Regions from separate parts of the Pan troglodytes genome. Here region 1 is linked to region 2. A link is a contact called in public Hi-C data. All regions are on one chromosome and are shown on one strand. The core of a region is the stretch at or near the end of the contact, and the rest is flanking DNA. Distances in the headings are between cores, read along the strand shown.

Region 1 (4,786 bases), core at 689-3,188, 400 kb before region 2:
TTTCTTTGTCTCCATTCCATTAACAATGAATTTGTATACACACACACACAACATACATGTGATTATATATACATCACTAGACATTCCTGGGCATTATGTATACTATAACATATAGTATGTGCATATATGTGATATATACATGTGATTACATATATATATCACTAGAAATTTCTAGGCATAATATATATATAAAATTAATATTTCTGAAATTCCTACTGTGCATCTTGTATTCAGTAAAGTGATGAAGACAGGAAAACAGTATTGACAAAAGGTGATCCTTGCCCTTTGTACAGTGGCACTCCTGGAAATAATAGTAAGTAGTATCTTAACATACTTTTTGATATATAGGTATGATATAGTATGATATAACATACTTTTTGATATATGGGATCAGTCAGGGAGGAGGTACTTCAAACGTATTTAGGTCTGGTCTACACTTACCAGATTTAGTGATTTATTTTGTCACTACTGCCACTCTGAAAGGCTTAAGATACTTTTTGAAACAATTCAAATTCTCATCACTACCTACTGGAAACTCCAAAATGTTTGTTGCAGGGTTTAGGTCATCCTTTTAGTATTATTTTTCTTTTTGGTATCAATATTTATTCTGTATTCTGAGATCTCTTTGGCCCTACTCATTAGTCTTTTTTAGTGGAATGATTAAAGGTGAGGAAATAAACACTTGAATAAACAAACCGATCATTGCCACTCTTCTCAGGAATTATTGGTAACTGCAAAATAATCTTTTAACACTTTGGTTATATCTCTACAAAACAGGAGAGAGTCAAACTTATTTAAGCCTTCATCACACTATTAAATAGAACGAGGAGGAGACATATTCTGCAATTAAATAATCCAATCTAGTCTCTTTCATCTGTCATTTTTTCCATTGATCAGTGAGTTCGTAGCTTTAATAGGGAAAATGTGTTATAGCTAAATTTAGTTTCCCTTAATGATTGGGACAATTTTGTATTTTGCATACAGACCCTGGGAAGAGATTGAAGTGAAACTTGTCAAATATAATCAATGAATATTTTAAGTTTAAAAGGAAGAAAATTCCACCCAGTAAAAAGATTCACAGATATCACATTAATGACTGAAAGTGAAACTCAGTTATAAGAAAAGCTACATGAATGTTTTGCTCTTTGAATATTTTTTCTGATTTGACAGTGAATATCTGAACATAGGTAGTTTTTCACATGACATTAAGATGAATCCAAACTGCTGCATGTAGTAAAATGGACTCGATTTAATCCCACAATCAGTTTATGTACAACATTAACTATGTTCCTAAAGAGTGACAACTAAATAAATATCAACTTTGTGTGTGTGTGTGTGTGTGTGTATCTCACATGTGCACAACACAGGAAGACCATAAATTCTTCCCATAATGATTAAAATTTATTAAGTGCCTGGAAAATAAAAGTTGTATAAAAATGTTAATCTGAAATATTAAATATGCAAGCTTATTCACAGTAAATCAGTAAATTTCATTTTTCAAAGTTCAGCTGGGTGATGGTTTTATAAAAAAATTCAGACATTTCAACATTGCTTATGGAAAACATTTGGCAATTCTGTTAGCAAAGAACAGTGTCAAAAATCTAAACATTTTTCCTTCAACATCTGCATTTGCTTATTAAAAAACAAACCCATCCCACACCCCCAATCTCTCAAACAAGTTAAGTTTGCATGAAATGTTTTTCATTTGTCCTGATATTCAATCTGAAATTTTTTGTGTATCTGAGAGTTTTAGTCTCTTTCATGTCTACATGTCCTTACATATAGGACTTAAGATAGGAGTGGTCTTACAGAATTTTGAGAAAAACGGTTGAAGAGAAAAAGTCATTGTATGCTCTCAATTTGAAAAACAAGGGCTATTAGAGGGACAGGGTAGATTCTCTTACACAGCCTCCACAAAGAAATGCGTGCCCTGCCCTCCACTGTGCTCCATTAACTGAACTTAATACATTGATATAGGGCCATGATATGTACTGTTCTCCACATCACAGTCTACTTGAAACAGGTGATTCTCATAAAAGTGTGAGGACTAGCCTGGGCAACATAGTGAGACCTCAGCTCTAAAAAAAAAAAATGAATTTTAAAGTTAGCCAGATGCAGTGTCATATGCCTGTAAGTCCCAGCTGCTTGGGAGGCGGAGGTGGGAAGGATTGCTTAGGCACAGGAAGTTGAGCTATGATCACACCATTGCACCACTGTGCTCCAGCCTGGGTGAGAGAGCAAGACCCTGTCTCTTGAAAAAGAAAAAGAAAAAAAAAAGGAGGTGTGTGGATTTGTTGGTATAAGCCATTTTTCTCATGGATCTGGTTTTTAAGCTAGGAGACTGGAAAGAAAGAAAAGGCAGTCTTATTTCTCTTTCCCTTGCTCTAAAAAAAAATACACATATGTATATACATATGCATGTGCCTTCATTGGATTGTTTTAGCAAAAAGATTAAATGAAATGCTGAACATATAACTAACCTAACTATGGACCTTCTTTCTTGACATTATTTTTGCACATTTTTCTTTTTAGTACACTTCAGATATTTTGAGATTGTCTCAATTAATGAGGTGAACTACTGTCTAGGGCATTTTCTTAAGAATTATGATGTTATAGAAAACTGGAGACAGACATTAGCAATGTTTATGAAGATAGTTTCCTTTCAACTTAAGGCAGATCCTCTCAATTAGAGTTTTAGAGTACTCAGCTTTAACTTACCCAGTCAGCTAATCTCTAAGTAGCATATAGTTTTTGAAGATGGTCAACATTAAAAGTTTGTATCCGCTTAATAGTATGTTGTTGATTTTTTTTTTAGGGCAAGATATAAGTGATTATAAAAAGGAAGCAGATTGCTTCTGTGGCCTGTCTAGGTTATTTGACTGATTTCCTATTGATAAATATCTTTTTACTAAAACACTGATTTTAGTGTTATTTTGGCATGTTTGATTGAGAAATGTAACACATTCAAATCAACGGAAAATACATACACAAGAGACTGCATCATCTTAAAAGCTACTTGACTTGAAAAAAATGAATATGATTTTGACTTATTGGACCTGTTTCTTTAACAAAAAAAGTGTCATATGAGACTTTAAGAAAAATTAAATGGATTTCTTATTTGAAATGCCTTTTAGCTTTTTCACATTCTCTGGTTATCGATTCATTATATAACATAATATTTGGGATCTGAGAAGTGAAAATTGTAAGTATGATCTGCTTCACATGTACAAAGCCCACCTCTTATGAGGTTTTAAAGGTAAATATTTAGCACAGATATTAGACTTTTGAAACAATTTATATGTTTGTACATCAAGTTAGAATAATTGAAAACTGAATAATTGACAGAAAATATTAAAAATGATTCTGGCAATTTAGTTATCCAGCAGATTGCTTTTTGGTTCTTAAATTATCTCAATATTGACACTTGCTTGGAATATACATACATATGTTTGCAAACCCCCCCACACACATTCCCCTCATTGATATGCGTCATGCTCAATAAGATGGAAATGAGACCTAATTTTTTTATGTAAGGGAGAAAATATATAGCATAAAGTTTCCAAATTTATAATACTGTTTTACAAAGATAATTATTATAAGTTTTCTCTACACATGTACATGAGTACAGTTTTCACATGTTTTCTCATGAGAGGACTTCCTGATTGCATCTGATTGAAGTGATAGTGACTACCTAAATAGATACTTGTTCAACTTTTGTTCCTCAGCTGCACTGTAAACTCCATGTCTGCCTTACTCAGTTCTGCTTTTCAGAGCCTGACATGGGACTTGGCCCCATAATAGTTGCTCAATTAATATTGTACATCAATGAATGAATAAGTATACTTACATAACTTTGGTTTGTTTATTAAAATAAGAAAATAGCTGCATGGAAACAGGGTAAATTAATGTAATCACTGAGGTTTTGTTTGACTACCTAGTTAAAATATGATAATAGAAACCAATTATATTGCCATTCCTTAAATTTGTTTGGTCATCAAAAGCAAATGGAATAGGTTGCAAACTGTATTTGCTTGAAGAGAAACAGTACGATGTCAGTGTAATTTCTATATAATTATACTTCTGGGAAAATTTTAAGCAAAATCATATTCTGATTACTCTTGTAAAATATACTGCTGTAGGAGGCTTTAGGTCATCTTTGAATAAGCATAAATTTAGTAACACTAGCCTGCAAAAGGTATATATAATATATGGATCTGTCAGTACCAGCAGGTGGAGCTGTATTCCAATGCTGAATAACATGGCCTCTATAGAGGGTTGACTTGAGGAAGAATCAAAATCCTAGTAGAAACTTTTATAAGGAATTTTACATATCATGGTATTAAGCACACATCTTAAATTCTGCATGTAATATAACCATAGTTTATAGTTTAATAGAAATTTTCTGACTTGTTTTCACTTATTTTTACTTGTGTTTGCTGTCACAGAAATAGTTACAATTTTGCTGTATTACATTTGACTTACCTTAAACGTATGCTAACAAAATACACACACCAGAAACTGGAACAGAAGTAACTGAAAAGTCAAGTTTAGACTCATCTTGGAGAAAGAATGAAAAAATAATGAGTGAATGAATAGGATATGGAGTTCACTTAAAGGCAACAGATAAATTATAGTGGGTTTTTAATGGTATTAGTTCATGTAAGCATGTTTAGCTTACATATCCCTTCTACACTTAGTATTGCATATTTCCTCTGAGTGATAGGAATTCTAAAAAGTGAAACAAAGTTTTAGATATGAATAGTCAAATTTAACCTCTTATTTGAAG
Region 2 (4,437 bases), core at 675-3,174:
AATTTTCCTTGGAACCTTGAGATAACCAAAGGTGCCCATGAATTATTTTAGGGAGTGAGGCTAAGTGGATGGGCCTTGGGACCCACTACCCACTTCAATGGGAACAATTTAAAACTTGTTTTCTGTGTTGAGGATATGTATATAATGTCAGTTAAAAATAATGTTGGACATCCCTTTAAAAAGATTGAAAACTACTTTCTTCAATCAGACATTTATATTTTCACATGTTAATAGAAAAGGCCCATGCAAATACTGGAAATGTGTGTACTGTTGAATTCTCATTCAACGTGAATATATTCTTCTATGCCAAAAGCCTGATAGAAGAAGCCTTTAAAATATACATGTTGCTTATAAAAATATATTTTAATATTTAGCTGAGGTATCATCTCTTCTTGTCTCTCTTGAATCCTATCCCCAGTCCCAATTAGATCAGGTTCCTCTTCTCCATATTCACACAGGACTATATACTTATCAGCAGTTATATTAGTCTGCTAGGGCTGCCATACAGACTGGGTGCCTTAAACAACAGAAATTGACTTTCTTACAGTTCTGGAGGCTGAAAGTCCAAGATCATTATGCAAAGCAGGTTTACTTTCTCCTGAGGCCTCTCTCTTTGGCTTGCAAAGGGTTTTTGTACACACATGTCCCTGAGGTCTCTGTGTGTGTCCAAAATCTTCCATCTTATAAGGACACCAGTCAGACTGAATTAAGGCTTGCCCTAATGACCTTGTTTTTAACTTAATCACTTCTTTAAAGGCCCTATCTCCAAATACAGTTCCATTCTGATATATTGGCATTAGGGGTTCAATATATGAGTTATTTAGGGACACAATTCAGTCCACAACAACAGTGTATGGTAACTGTTGACATGTTTCCTCCAAGTCCATACCAATGCATTTGTTAGTAATATATCTTCTGTGCTTACAGGAGTGGCACAGTGCCTGGCATATAGTAGGCCTGAACAAATGTTTGATAATCTAGGAGTGAATATGCATATGTCTAATACAGTGGGGGTCACTGAGGAGAGTTTTATTGATGTGCCTGGCTTTACATAGGAAAAAAAAAACCTTCTATGTTGAGTATTAAAGACACTTGAAAGTTGCTCAGAAGCTCTTCATGTTGGAATCTGTGAATCCACATCAAAGATCTCTAAAGTTGTCACTAGTGAAATTTAAAATGCTGATTGACTACCATGCTACAATTATGTTCATTTAACACTTTCATGCTCATGGACGTGTGGACTGCAGTATTAGAACTGGTTAAAGAGTTAACAATTGAAAGGAACAGGCAGGAGCTTGGGAGGACAGAGTAAGACTAAAATAAAAAATTAATGAGGAAAGGAAGAGTGGCTACTAAATGGATCAGCTGTTTTGTTGCCTAGGAGATAAAGTGAGAGTGAAGAAATTGGACCTGTACATAGAAACATCGGGATGGCAAACAAAAAGTTCAGTCAATTTTCCCTCACTCCCTGGTGTCTGAAGAGCATTTGGAAGAGTGGCTGAAGGCTTCATCTTTCTCCTGTGGTCATGGTTGGGCCTCTCAGACCCTTGACTCCCAATAAGTCCAGGGCCTGAAAAAACAGTGATTTACTAGCACCAGATGACCATAGCTGCTAACAGATCAAGATTTTGTTGTATCCTGTGGTATTTCCAACATATGGACAATGGTATTAGGAGCATCAGTAAAAGATATGTAATGAGACATGTGCTTGTCTGGGTGTTTTGCACATCTGAATATTTATCACTGCATGTGTGGCCATGCTGGACACAGATCTACAACAGAAGTAGAATTCTACCAGAACGAACTCCGCAAGGCATCCTATCCTTTTTGTATAGAGAAACTGGGGAGGGTGGGGGGAGAGGCAGGGGGAAGAATGTAACATGTGCCAAAGAAATGAAACAGCTTCCCAGATTCACAGCAGTAAATTAGCATGTAAAAAGAAGTGCCATGGGCCCAGTAAGGAAAGAACAGGATGGGATGTTTCACAGGCATGGTTTTCATCTTCTCCTCCTTTGAAAGCTAAACTTTTTATGTGGTATCTTTGAGGGTTCGTGGTTTGGAAATTTAAGCCTTTTTGCATTTACCCTGAGAATACTGGTGGTGCTTGCGGCTGCAGCATTTACCCTGAGATAACTTTGCCACGAAATATCTCACTTTTACTATTATTTTTGCATCACTCTAGTATATCAACTTTGGAAGCAAAAGACATCATTCTATTCATAGCATTCCATTTCTAGTAGTGGTATTCCCATTTACAAAATACAGTAATTCTCAATTGCTGAAAATGTCTGATCCTAGAAAATGTAACATTCCTATGCATATTAACGTGGTTCTTGAACAGTTGTTGGCCAAAGATTTTGTAGGAATCCGATTTTTCCAAAATAGACAAGTCTGATGATCCAAATGATTCTGATGTTAGTTCTCTTTAGAACAAGAACAGTTTTTATATTTTATTTTCACATTGAAAATCAGTCAGATTTCCTTCGGCCTCAAAGAGCATGTTTATGTAAAATTAAATGAGTGCTGGCAGCAAGCTGCATCTTTTTTTTTCTAAACAGGATTAAGGGGCATTGTCTAAGTGACTGGAATACTCAATATAGGAGAGGGTAAAAAAGATGAAGTATAATTACTCTGTGGTGGCAGTATTACATACCTACAAACAGGACCACTCTAGCTCACCTCAGCATAGCCTTCTTTCCCACACCACGATACTGTGTGATAAGTGATATAATACGGAAAAGAACCAGCAAGTAGGGCATGTTCAGGGGCACTACTCCAGGACTAAAAGGCCCTGGGGAATGTGGCAGCCAAGCGAAAACCTGAATCATAATAATATTAGCTAACTCTTATTGAGCCAGACACAATTCTACACGACTTACATATATTACCCAAATTAGTTACCGCATGCTTGAAAACCCCTTGATGTAGATACTGTAATTTATCCCCAATAAATAAATAGAGGCATAAAAAGTGAGGTAATCTGCACAAACATAATATGGATAGTAAATGGCAGAGCCTGGATGTAGAACCAGGTTACCCGGGGCTCTTAACCTCTGTGCCCCACAGTGCAATGAATGGCTGAGTGTTATCCAGGCGGCAAGAAAGGGGAAGGGGCAGGAAACACATCAGTGGGGAAAAGTCATTCTCCACAGAGACCATTAGATTCAGAGGTGAGTGAGCAGTTCCATATGGCTAGAAGCCTGGAGAATAGAGCAGACACAAAAATATGAAGCTTCCCGTAAATTCTTTTAGGAAGTTATGACTTTATTCCAGAGTAATGTGAAACAGCATTTGTTTTGCGAGAAGCTGAAAGGCTGAACTCAGTGACACCCACTCTAGGAAGTTAGTCCTTATCCTAAATTGAGGATTGTTATAGGAAATTTAGGAATGGATTGTTTATGATAGAGTTCATTTGTTTTCTTTAAGGCAATATGAGCAAATGCCCTTCTCTTAGATGGTGGGGTCTGATGAGTTTCAGCCTTAGCAAGGGGTTCAGGAGACCAGAGGTGGCCTTCCTAGAACCAGAAAATCAGGACTGACTGGCTCAAAATGTAATTCCCTTGGGAAATTGAGGTTGCTTAACCATTGCTTCTCACACAAAGCCTGAACCTGGCCATTGAAAGGCCAACATGGTCCATACTACAACTGAACATGAAGGTTTGTCTTCATACGAATTCTCATTCCTGGTCTGAGATCAAAGGTACCAACATCGCTCTGGTGGAAGAATTGCAGTAGGAAATAGAGCACTTGGCAGCATTCAGAATGCCATTACACTAGGCAGGCAAAGTTCCCAAGTACTTGTTATTAAGTAAGATTAAAAGCGAGGATACAACTTGCTAAATTGACACTATCAAGATAAATGGTGTTCTATCTTTCTTGCAATTTTTTATTTCACTTTGAAATAAAGTACAACTCAAATTATCTGATGATTGCACCCTAGGAAAATGTTTCCAAAAAAAAAGAAAAGAAAGATAAGTAGCTTTATTCCCAGGTAGCACAAAAACCAGCTTTCATTCAAAGCAGATGAGAAAGACAATGAACAAGAAGTAATGGTTCTCTGTATCCGTTCAGCTTCCTGCCTGCAGGATACTGTTCCACAGACTAAAGGTAAAAACAAAGAGACACTTTAATCTTTCTCACACCCTGGGAGCTTTGATCCCATAAGCTGATTTTTCAGTACTAATTGTTATATCTGGATTCTGAACAAATGAAACTGAGCCTTCCCAGCCTCTAGTTCGAAGAGGCCCAGGCATCTGTCCTCAGTTGACACACACCCAGCTAAAACATTGCAGCTTGGCTGGCCTTTTGTCATTGCTCTCTTGACAGCAAAATAACTATCATCTGGCTTGGTTGGATCAAAGAAGGACATGCATTTGAGGCGGGGCTGTTCCTTTACAGAATAACACTTCGTTATTATTACCTCTTTGGCGACATGAT

The links. Hi-C and Micro-C count contacts between places; a contact is called where the count stands out from the background.
Region 1: a contact with region 2 is called in a Hi-C map of induced pluripotent stem cells, with 2.3 times the contacts expected there. The contact joins two enhancer-like sites. A contact is called at or near these places in 3 of 7 Hi-C or Micro-C datasets (blood, induced pluripotent stem cells and stem cell-derived neural progenitor cells) and 1 of 1 other capture datasets (stem cell-derived neural stem cells).

What each region holds. Positions count from the first base shown.
Region 1 is chr1:63,286,258-63,291,043 of NHGRI_mPanTro3-v2.0_pri, reverse strand. All of the region lies in intron 2 of HMCN1 (hemicentin 1), which reads left to right. Among named protein-coding and RNA genes, the nearest start is that of HMCN1, 130 kb to the left of the region's middle. Within about 2 kb of position 1,938, at least 1 of the 24 cell types and tissues checked has an H3K27ac peak or open chromatin away from gene starts, as enhancers often do. A contact at or near this core is called in induced pluripotent stem cells, where this site is marked.
Region 2 is chr1:62,889,793-62,894,229 of NHGRI_mPanTro3-v2.0_pri, reverse strand. No RefSeq gene overlaps it. Among named protein-coding and RNA genes, the nearest start is that of PRG4, 91 kb to the right of the region's middle. Within about 2 kb of position 1,924, at least 2 of the 24 cell types and tissues checked have an H3K27ac peak or open chromatin away from gene starts, as enhancers often do. A contact at or near this core is called in induced pluripotent stem cells, where this site is marked.